2 separate regions of the Gossypium arboreum genome follow, and region 2 is linked to region 1. Evidence: chromatin contacts called from public Hi-C data. All regions are on one chromosome and are shown on one strand. Each heading gives the region's core, a stretch centred on a gene start, on an enhancer-like site or on the middle of the called end of the contact. The rest is flanking DNA. Distances are from core to core; before and after follow the strand shown. Region 1 holds the start of LOC108464816 (lipid droplet phospholipase 1-like). Region 2 holds the start of LOC108464815 (pathogenesis-related protein PR-1-like).

Region 1 (5,063 bases), core at 951-3,450:
CATTTTTTTATATGCTGGATAATACTTTAATTTGTCGTTTAATTTTTCTATTGTTAAAATTTTAAAAATTTTTGCTATTAATTTTATAGATGTTACAATATTATTTTGTACTTGTATAACCATCTTTACTTGGATTAAGGAGAAGCTTGCACTGAAATGCTGTTGCCCCAATGAGTTGAAATCGACATTTAATACTTTGATTCAAAGTTTTGAGAGGGAAATGGTGAGTGAGTAGGGAATCAACCTAGTTGAAGGGAAATAATTCATTATGCCCAAAGTTGAACCGTTAGAGTTGATTAGTTTATAAAATTGTTTGGTATTTGTTAACTTCTTTAATTCAAGTTTGCTTTTTAGTTTTTTTTCTTTTTCTTTTTTGTAATTCTTCATAAAGAATGCTAATTATGATTTTATTATCTTCTATTATAAGGAAACGTGTATAGATAAAAGGTTGTACATTGATATTTTTAAGTTGGTGACAAAATTTAATAAAGAACAGAGTTAGGATATGGAAACTTGTGTTATAAAAATTATATTTATTGGTGTTGTATTTTGATCTATTTATGTGAGATGTTGCATAAATATATTATCAATGGGATAATGAATAAAATAATATTTTTATTGCTTATATCTATCATGTCCTCTTTGGTTATTTGGGATAAATAGGGTGGTGTTTGCTAGTTATGTTTTAATTTTAATAGTTAAATTAACAATTTTAATGAAAAATTTAATTTTAAAATGTTCTCGTGATTTTTAATTTATAACTAGTTAGTTTTGCTTAGTTTTTTTACCTTTTGTCTTTAAATTCTTTTTTAGGTTATAAAATTTCTTTGTACATATTAATTTTTTTAATCCTATTATTGCAAAAGCTTTAGTTGTTGTGTAAGTTATTAAAGGGCATTTATCAGCAAAAGTATAATAGTTGTTCAAGAGAATAAAAGATGATTTATTTGACCTTGAAAATATATATAGAAGATAAAGTAAGACAAAATTTGTAGTTTAAGTATAATTTGTAATTAAAAAAATACTTTAAATACTAATTTGACAATAAGATATAATTTAGGTGATAGTTTGCAAATAAACCAAAATTGTATTACTAAAATCCATCTTAAATAATCTAAAATTTTATTACTAAAATATACTATAAAATATTACTATAAAGAATTATAAATTACATCAACTTATAATTTTTATACAAATAGACTAAACAGAATTGATATATACAAAGAAAGATAAATCTTCTCATGTATTCTTGAAGATTCGCCATTCAAACTTTATTGTGTTGGCAAAAATTGGTATTGAAATCTTGAATGTCAAGTCTTAATTTTATTGCATATAAATCATTTATCAATTCTACTCCAAATTTAATTTTGGTTAATTAATTTGAGTTAGATTATTAAAATTTGCTATAATTTTCTTATAAAATGTTTCAATATATAATGAAACCATGGTTTCCTATTTATTCAGTTTAGTTTAGCATTACTTCTTAAAAATGTTTTGGACTGAAAATACTTTTAAGTAAAAGATAAAATTTTCCTCTTTTACTTTCGACTAAAAAGTGTTTTTGAATTAATATTTTATCCCAAAAGAACTTTTGAAAAACTTAAAACAATCTTATTTAGCAATGTTTTTATTTCAAAAGTATTTTTATCCTAAAAGTACTTTTTAAAAATAATGCTTAGCTGGCCACTAATATAAATTATTACAAAAAATATAATTAAATCAAATTTATATAAAATTGACATAAAAATAAAATATTATTTATTTAAGGGTAGTAATGTTGTTCTCACACTTGTTACTTATTCTTTATCAACATGTAATTCAACCAAATAATGTAATACTATTACTTGTTTATTCTATTCAATTAACTAAACTACATAATAACTATTATCTCTTTATTTAATTCCTAACTAATCCTATTCAAATTTTGTTCTATTCTATTCTAGTGAAACATAGAGTCGGATTGTTTAAATTAGTCGAACTACCAGTTTTAAAAAGGCATCAAACTAGTTGACTTGAAAATAAGTATGAATCGATTAAACCAAATTAAAAATTAAACTAATTTTTTAAAATATTTTTAATGATTTATTCAATTAAATCATATCTAATAACCTAACCAATTAAATAATTTATCCTGATATCTTTAATTTTCTAAATTTTTTCTATATTTTAATATACCCAACACAAAAGGTTAGTGAAACATACTAATTATTACTATTATTATATAACTGTTGAATTGAATCACCCCAACCCCCAATAATCTCAACCCGTTTCCCTAGCCTTCTCTTTCCTTTCAAAAAATATCGTGAAAGAACAAAATCGCAATTTTCTCCATCTTCCTCCTTTTGAATTTCTTTGTGCAAAATAATATATAACATTAAAAAGATTTGTATCCTAAAAACTAAAATAACTTCAGTTCGTTCTTCCTTTTCTTTATTGTCCATGCTTCTTTCCTCCACATGATTGCCGCCATATCTCCACCACCTCCAACCGCCACGCTAGGCCCTGGAAGGATCCGAATCCCCAACTCGAATCGCCACTCCATTTGCTTCAGTAACTTAGGGTTCCTGCTGTGGAAGCCGAAACTGAACTGGCTATCGTATGAGCGGGTGCAGCAGATGCAGATGGCGTGGGTCCGGAGTATGGCCGGTGGTTGCTTCAAGAGTAAGGAGACGCAGCCTGAACTCCGGATCAAGGTCGAAGAAGACAGTGGCGGCCAAGACTTTTTCGATCCCGACGCCATGGCCTCCAAGTTTTCGCCTGAGCATCTTGTCATCATGGTCAATGGCCTGATTGGAAGGTACCTTTCATTTTATAGGAATTTCATATGATATTAAAATTTTAAGTAGAATAATAATTCAATTAAACTAATACTTTGTTAAAAAAAAGTTAAACTCGTACTAGTAATTTTTGTAATTTGAGAGGTAATATGATTCATTTTTCGAAGGAAGGTAGTGATGATTAGTAATATTGAAGCTAGCTTTGCCTTAAATAATAATAATAATAATAATAATAATAATAATAATAAAGCTAGCTTTTCCAGTAAATATATTGACATAACATTTGTTTTTCTAAATAGGTTTTTGTTGGCATCATATCCTAATTCAGGCCATTAATTAGTTTAAGCATAATTTAATTGTCAAAGATAAATATAAAATATATTTTTGACTGCAACATTTAAAGCTTTTAGGGATCAATGTGTAAAATCACTATCAAGTAACCAAAATTTTGAACTTGTAATTACCTCAATCATAAGCGTATTTTGAAATTTGTTGGGTCAAAAGTGAATTATTCAATGTAGTTCACAAATATTGAGTTTGGTATTTTGTTGTTACAATTGGAAAAATTGGTGAAGAAATTTTAGCCAAAAACTTCAGTCTTCCTCCTCTTACCAAAAAAAAAAAAAGACGTGGTTAAAAAAAGTAAAAAACTCTGAAATGTCTGGTTATAAATAATAGTAAAGTATGAGAGAGATTCGATTTTCAAGGAAACACTGTACACCGCAAACGTACAGCCGCATTTTTTTGTTGGGTCCAAGAGCAAATTTTGGACGGAGAAACCTGTTTCAACGAACCCAAGCAAGAAAAAGGTACGAAAGGAAAATTAGGCTACCCTTTGTTCTATTTTTATTTTCAAAAATCAGTTTTATTTTCTATTTTTAATTAAAATTTTAACAGAAGTAAAATAAAAAAATATGATTTTTAACTTTTCATTTTCGTCATTTTCATTTTTTACAAATATTTTTAGTGAAAATAAGAAAATATTTATTATTGTTTTTAATATTTACATATTTTTACTTTTATTTTTAAAAATTATTTTAAAAATTTTAACCAAAGGAAAACGAAAATAATTTCTATTTCCTGAAGTCGAAACCGAAAGTAACCTTGTTTTCTTTTCAAATTTACTTTCGCAAGAGTGAAACAAGAGAACTAGAGAAATGAATGAAAATGGATTAGTTCTGCGCCTTTTCTTTTCTTTCTTAAAATCTGGTCGTTTTAGATGTGGTAGGAAAACAAATCATTTTATTTGCGACTTTATTTAATTTCTCTCTTTTCTACTAAAGCGTTGCTCGGAAAAATGAAAAATTGAAAGAGAAAAACGTAAAAGATGATAATATATATTTTTGTTATGTGTTTAATAAGAATGATGGAAACATGAATTCTTTTCATTCATTAACTGGTAAAATTGAAAAATGATATAAGAGAAAATAACTTTCGAAAGATACATAATCCTATAAATATGCATGTTTAACTTGTATCTCCCACTAAGTATAAAAAAAGAAGGAAAGAAGAAGAAGCGCTTTTATCTCTCATTTCGTATATTTAGCATAAAAATTTGAAATGATTTGCTTTTGTATATAGGTTAGTCTTCTGTAAATTATTAATGGAGTTTTTAACTTCACAAATAGAATTTTAGAACATGATACTTAGTTTGTTTTAATTTATCTTTAATATTTTTAAGGAAAGTATTTAATAGATTTTAGACTTCATAAATAAAATCAGTAATTGATAAGTGTTTATATTACTAATTTATCAAATACTAATAATTTTTAAATATTCTCTCAAGAGACATGACAACATTACACTTCTACTTGTGGAGCTTTTCAATCCATTCGTAGTGTACCTAATAATTTTCTTTTGTATATTACATAAAAATAAATAATTTTCTTTTCTTTTCATTTTCGTTCTTTTTAATTATATATTTATAATTTATTTCACTTTACTTCTTTGCCCTTTTTTTAATCATTATATTTTTCCCTCAACCTAACTCACATAAATTAATTTTATTCCTTTTAATTTTTAAAATTGGTTTAAATATAAAAAGAAAAACTAAAATAAAATAATTATCCCAAGTCCATTTGTTATTGCCATCAACTGATATCTCAAGCATCTTCTCTAGTTAAATTAAGTCTTTGATGTTAAAAGTCATCATCGATGTCAGTCCTATTGAAGGCTCATTTGAGTGTAAATAGATGTTTGAGGATCCAAATAGATGAAAAAATATGCTTGAAGATTTAAATGATTGCAGTAACACGGTAGAGGTTTGGATGTTAGTTTTAGTTTGTG
Region 2 (5,063 bases), core at 1,596-4,095, 140 kb before region 1:
GATGAAACAAATAATGAAAATACTTTTTACAATACTAAGTCTAAGTAGTAATAATTAATTCCTATATTACGATGGATCGTAAAATAGATTAAAATGGCTAAAAATAAATAACTAACAAAAAGAAAGAAAGAAAGAAAGAAAAAACAAATGAATTAAATTGATAAACCAATCAAGAAAACTAACTCACTTCAAGGTTTGTAATTAACTTCAAATTGGGGGTCTAGAGTGGATTAATCACCAATCAAACAATTATTACCTCCCAACTCTAATTAACTTAATCGATTGGTTGATACTCGTTTATCTTTCGACCTCACTTTTTCAACCAAGATAAATTATGATTTACTCGATTCGACTTATCTTCCAATTTAATGTAGCCTATGATCACTTGTTAGGGTTGTCATGCCTAATAGTTTAAGAGCACATAATTTATACCAACTAATTCATCTCAAGAAATCTCAAATCTTCCATTAGCGACATTCTCATCCACTAATTAATCTCCCTAAAAGATTTAACCATTCATGGTATTCATAATCTCAACTTTGATTGAATAAATTATGTGAGACACACGATCGAATCAGAGAAGAAAAGAGATATGAATAATTGTGAATTGAGTATAAATGGGAAATGGAGTAATAAATCTCTCGATTGAAATAATGAAATAAAAAAAATGCAAAGAAAAATATAAATTGAATACTTTAACTAAATAAACAAGTCCTTGAATCAAAATTGATTCAAGAAGAAAAACAATAAAGTATCTAAAAGCCAAAAAGAAAATAAATTAAAACTAATTCTAAACTATGAGGGTTTTTGAAGGCGTCTAGGACGACTTGATTACATTCAACCCCTAATGTCTTATTTATAAAGGTGTTGGCAGCCCAAATTAAGTCTTCGACACGTCCTAGGTCTTTGTATAATTTTGATTGCACGAACAAAAATAACTTCGATGAACTTGGGAAGCACGTCGAAACGTGTCGCACCACACCCCTTGTGTGGCACGACACAAGACCAGAAATATGCCTTTTGTCGTTCGTTTGGGCCTTTGACGTCTTGGGAAGCTAATGCATCACTCGACCTTTACTTCCACGTCAATTAAGCCTTTATATTTCCATCCTACACACTCAATTAAACTAATTAGCACAACCTAAGGCTCGTGTCAGCCTATTGGGTCACAACGCCTACGGAATGTGTTAAAAACACTTATTTTTATTAACATTCTATCCTAAGACCTAAATACTAAAAACGAAATATAAAATCTTAAATTGCGTAAAAAAACAAGCTTTTTAAATGCAAAATTGATCCAAATTAACTACTACATTTGACGACAGGTCATCCACTTTTTCACATTATTAAAACACATCATAATTTCATAATCTCTTTCACTATTTTTTTTTTTGTTCACCACTTTACTTAGTTTCTTTCCATTTTAATCATGTATGAATATATCCATTCATGTATATTTATATATCCTTTTTAAAGAAATAATTTTATTTTTTAGTAAGAGAAAACTTGTGAATTTAGTTCGGAAAGTTTTAGTTAGAAAACAATTTATCTCTTTTAATTTTCTTTATTTTTTTCCTTTTAGAATTAATTTCAATTTTTATGAATAAACTAGAAGGAAAACTTGTAGTTTTATAGGAATTATGTAGGTTTTATAGAGAAAAACTTGAGTTTTTAGTGGAAAAGAAAATTTATCTTTTCATTTCCTTTAATTTTTCCTTTTAGAATTAAATGTAGTTTTTTTTCAATAAGAGGGAAAAATTTGGGGTTTAAATGTTTTATAGGAAAAACTTAGATTTTTATATGAAAAACTATTGTTATATTTTTAATTTCCATTATTATTTTTCCTTTTAGAATTAATTTTAGTTTTTTAGCAAAGTTAAAAATTAAGTTTTAGAGGAAAATTTTGAGTTTTTACATGGAATTGAGTCATAGATGAAAAACACAAGTTTCTTCTATGTAGTTGAATAATTTAATTCACTCTAAAAATCTTCAGTTTTTTTAAATAAAATTAATTTGAAAAAAAGTGTAACCAAAATGAAAATTTATTAAAGTTGGGTAATTAAAATAAGTGTATATAATGACAAATTAACGATGAATTACTAAAATGATAGAAATATGTTATGACAGTGACTAAATTAATAAAAATATGTAAAAATAATGTCTAAATTACAAAATTTTTATTTTAGCACCCAAAATAAAAACTTACGAAAGTTGGGTGCATATATAATTTACCTTGAATTTCTAGACTTTAAAATAATATGTTATTATTAGTTTACTTTTGACAGAAATTAACTCTTCTTTATATAAAGAAACATAAATTTAGCAGTAGATTCATTGAATAATGATTAAATTGAGTATATATAGTGTTTGGTAAAATTCCAGCAATTCGTAAACTTAGCTGTATAGAATCACTTAAATTTTTATTCAATATATTTTAGCTTCAACACTACACTTTTTTATGACATGCTGTAGTTTGATTGGATATATGAAAACTAGATTTCATATAGAATATTGTAGTATTTTATATGAAATATAAATTTATAATACGTTGAAAGTAGAGAACCTTAGAACTATTCTATTCGAGCTCTATGTTCCATAGAGAAGGAAATATAAAAATAAATCATATATTCTTCAACTCCCAAATTTTGATGCTGCCACTCACCACCACCATCTTTAGTGTCGTTTTGTGTGGTTTCTTATCTAAAAACGTGAGGCGTGGACTCATCAGAATGATGACCCGAGAAAAACTAGCGCAAACCCTCGAAAGAAAAAGAAATTATGAAACCTAAGAAAGTAAAATGGAAGCTTTGAAAAACTTTGTCCCACCAACAAAAACAAAATGTGCCAATCATAATCGAACATGCTTGCCACCCCATAGTTGAAACTTTTATACAAACTCTCTCCTTCTTTATCCAACTACTACTAACAATAAATAAATAAAATATTTTAATTTCATATATATAATACGTTGTGAAATCCTTGCTGTACATTGGCCTCCTCACCTCAACGAACGCTCATTCAGTAATGGATAGTGCTCGAATGCGAGGCTGCTATGGCGCAATCATTGTTTCCCTTTTGCTCATATCAACCACTCAGGCTGCTAACTATCTGAGCCTGATTAATCAGTTCTTGGCTCCTCAAAATGCTGCTCGTGTGGCCATCAGAATGCGGCCATTGGTGTGGGATTCAAGGCTGGCGCGTTATGCTCAGTGGTACGCCAACCAAAGGCGGAAAGACTGTGCATTGAGGCACTCCAATGGACCTTACGGGGAGAATATCTTCTGGGGTAGTGGCAATGGCTGGACGCCGTCCCAGGCGGCCGTGGCGTGGGTTGCAGAAAGGAAATGGTACAATTACTGGTCTAATTCATGCACCGGAGGGGAGGAATGCGGGCACTATACACAAGTTGTGTGGGGCAGAACCAGGAGAGTAGGGTGCGCCAGAGTGGTGTGCGATGGAGGGAGGGGTGTTTTCATGACTTGCAACTATGATCCTCCTGGGAATTATATTGGTGAAAGACCTTACTGAATTCTTAGTTCCCATTAAACCTTTTTTTTAAGTGGATGTTATGTGAGATTTAAGTTTTTCACATTGCCATATATATGCGTGGGGTTTTGTGTTTTCTGTAAGTCCTTACTAGACCTTTTTTCCCCTTTTCAATTTTAATTTTCTAAGTTCACATATTGGTTTGCTATTGAAGCTCCGGAATAAACTAATAAATGGAACAACAAACCAAAAAAAAAAAAATCTTGATTTTCGTAACCAGATAATTTTTTCAACATTGGAACTTGTTGCCTGAAGTGTGATTGTTTCTTGCTTACCTATTTTTAGTTTTTTAGGCTTCTGTCTGTCTTCAATAATTTCTATTAGAAATGTCAAGGAAAAATGCAACTAATATATGTGCGAAATACCATTATGTAGCGTTTCCTTCAGTAGAATATAAGATTATTTGGTTTGGTTAATTTAGTTGAAATGTAAGATTTAAGTGTATAATTAATCGAATGTAAGATTATTTAGAAAGGTATTTTACTCTATTATCTTTATTATACAATTTTTAAAATATATATTAATCCGAACCGATCATATTGAATAGGCATAATGACTTCCCTCCAACCTTACAAAAAAAATAGGAGTCATTTTAATTATCCATTTAAATTTTCATCTCTTTTAGCTCTTAAACTTATATTATTTGTCAAATTACCTCAAAATATATGAAAAAATTCACGTTTGTTAACTTTGCTAATATGGCATACACATGGATTGCCACATGGATACCATGTCAGTAATTAATTAATTTTTAAATTAAAAAATAAAAAAGTATTTTTTATACTCTTTTAATAATTTTTAATTTCTTAAAAATAGTTTTTAAAATATATTTTGAATCTTTAATTTCTATATCCAAAATCACTTTATTTTCATAAAAATTCTTTATTTGAAAACCTGTCAAATTTTTCTCGAAAATTTACAATATCATCTATCGAAATAGTGCCACGTTTCTAGCAAGAAAATTTGGGGTGTTACAAGGTGACCCCTTATATATACCCTGAAACATGAGGGACTAGGGACCTTTCCTTTTCTTCCCCTAGAAAAACCTAAGTACCAACCTAGCTTTCATATCCTTAAACATCATAACTTCAGCTTTATGCATGCCAATGGTGAATCGACACTCCTATCTCCTCCTTGTTATATACCAATATCAACAATTGGTGCAATGAGCATGGATCGAACACCATGGTTCACTCGCAACCAACCAAATTCTAGAACTCCTTTCAATCTAGACATAGTCCCAATAGCTTCACAAGCCATTCAATAGTCGCCACTCAACCTAGACCAGTAACAAACCACCCATAATCACTATCAACCTCTACTAGGAACTTCCTCTACAGTTCCACATGGTACTATACTTATCCACCATGCTATTAGTTTTCATCACCACCATGGTGGTATGCTCAACCTACTCTAGGAAAGAACAATGTCACCAAACGAATAAACCTTCCAAAATCCCAACTTCAGCTCTTAACAGTTCATTGAGATGCAAGAGAAAATGAGGTTCATTGAAGCCT

Evidence for each region. Hi-C and Micro-C count contacts between places; a contact is called where the count stands out from the background.
Region 2: a Hi-C map of leaf shows a contact between it and region 1, with 2.4 times the contacts expected there. The contact joins the promoter of LOC108464815 here to the promoter of LOC108464816 in region 1. A contact is called at or near these places in 2 of 5 Hi-C or Micro-C datasets (both in leaf).

Annotation. Positions count from the first base shown.
Region 1 is chr8:105,333,929-105,338,991 of ASM2569848v2, reverse strand. It overlaps LOC108464816 (lipid droplet phospholipase 1-like), which reads left to right and starts at 2,200. Exons shown (of 10, transcript XM_017765089.2): 1 at 2,200-2,797. The coding sequence starts at 2,457.
Region 2 is chr8:105,475,534-105,480,596 of ASM2569848v2, reverse strand. LOC108464815 (pathogenesis-related protein PR-1-like) reads left to right here and starts at 2,845. Exons shown (of 1, transcript XM_017765088.2): 1 at 2,845-3,683. The coding sequence starts at 3,025. The coding sequence ends at 3,528.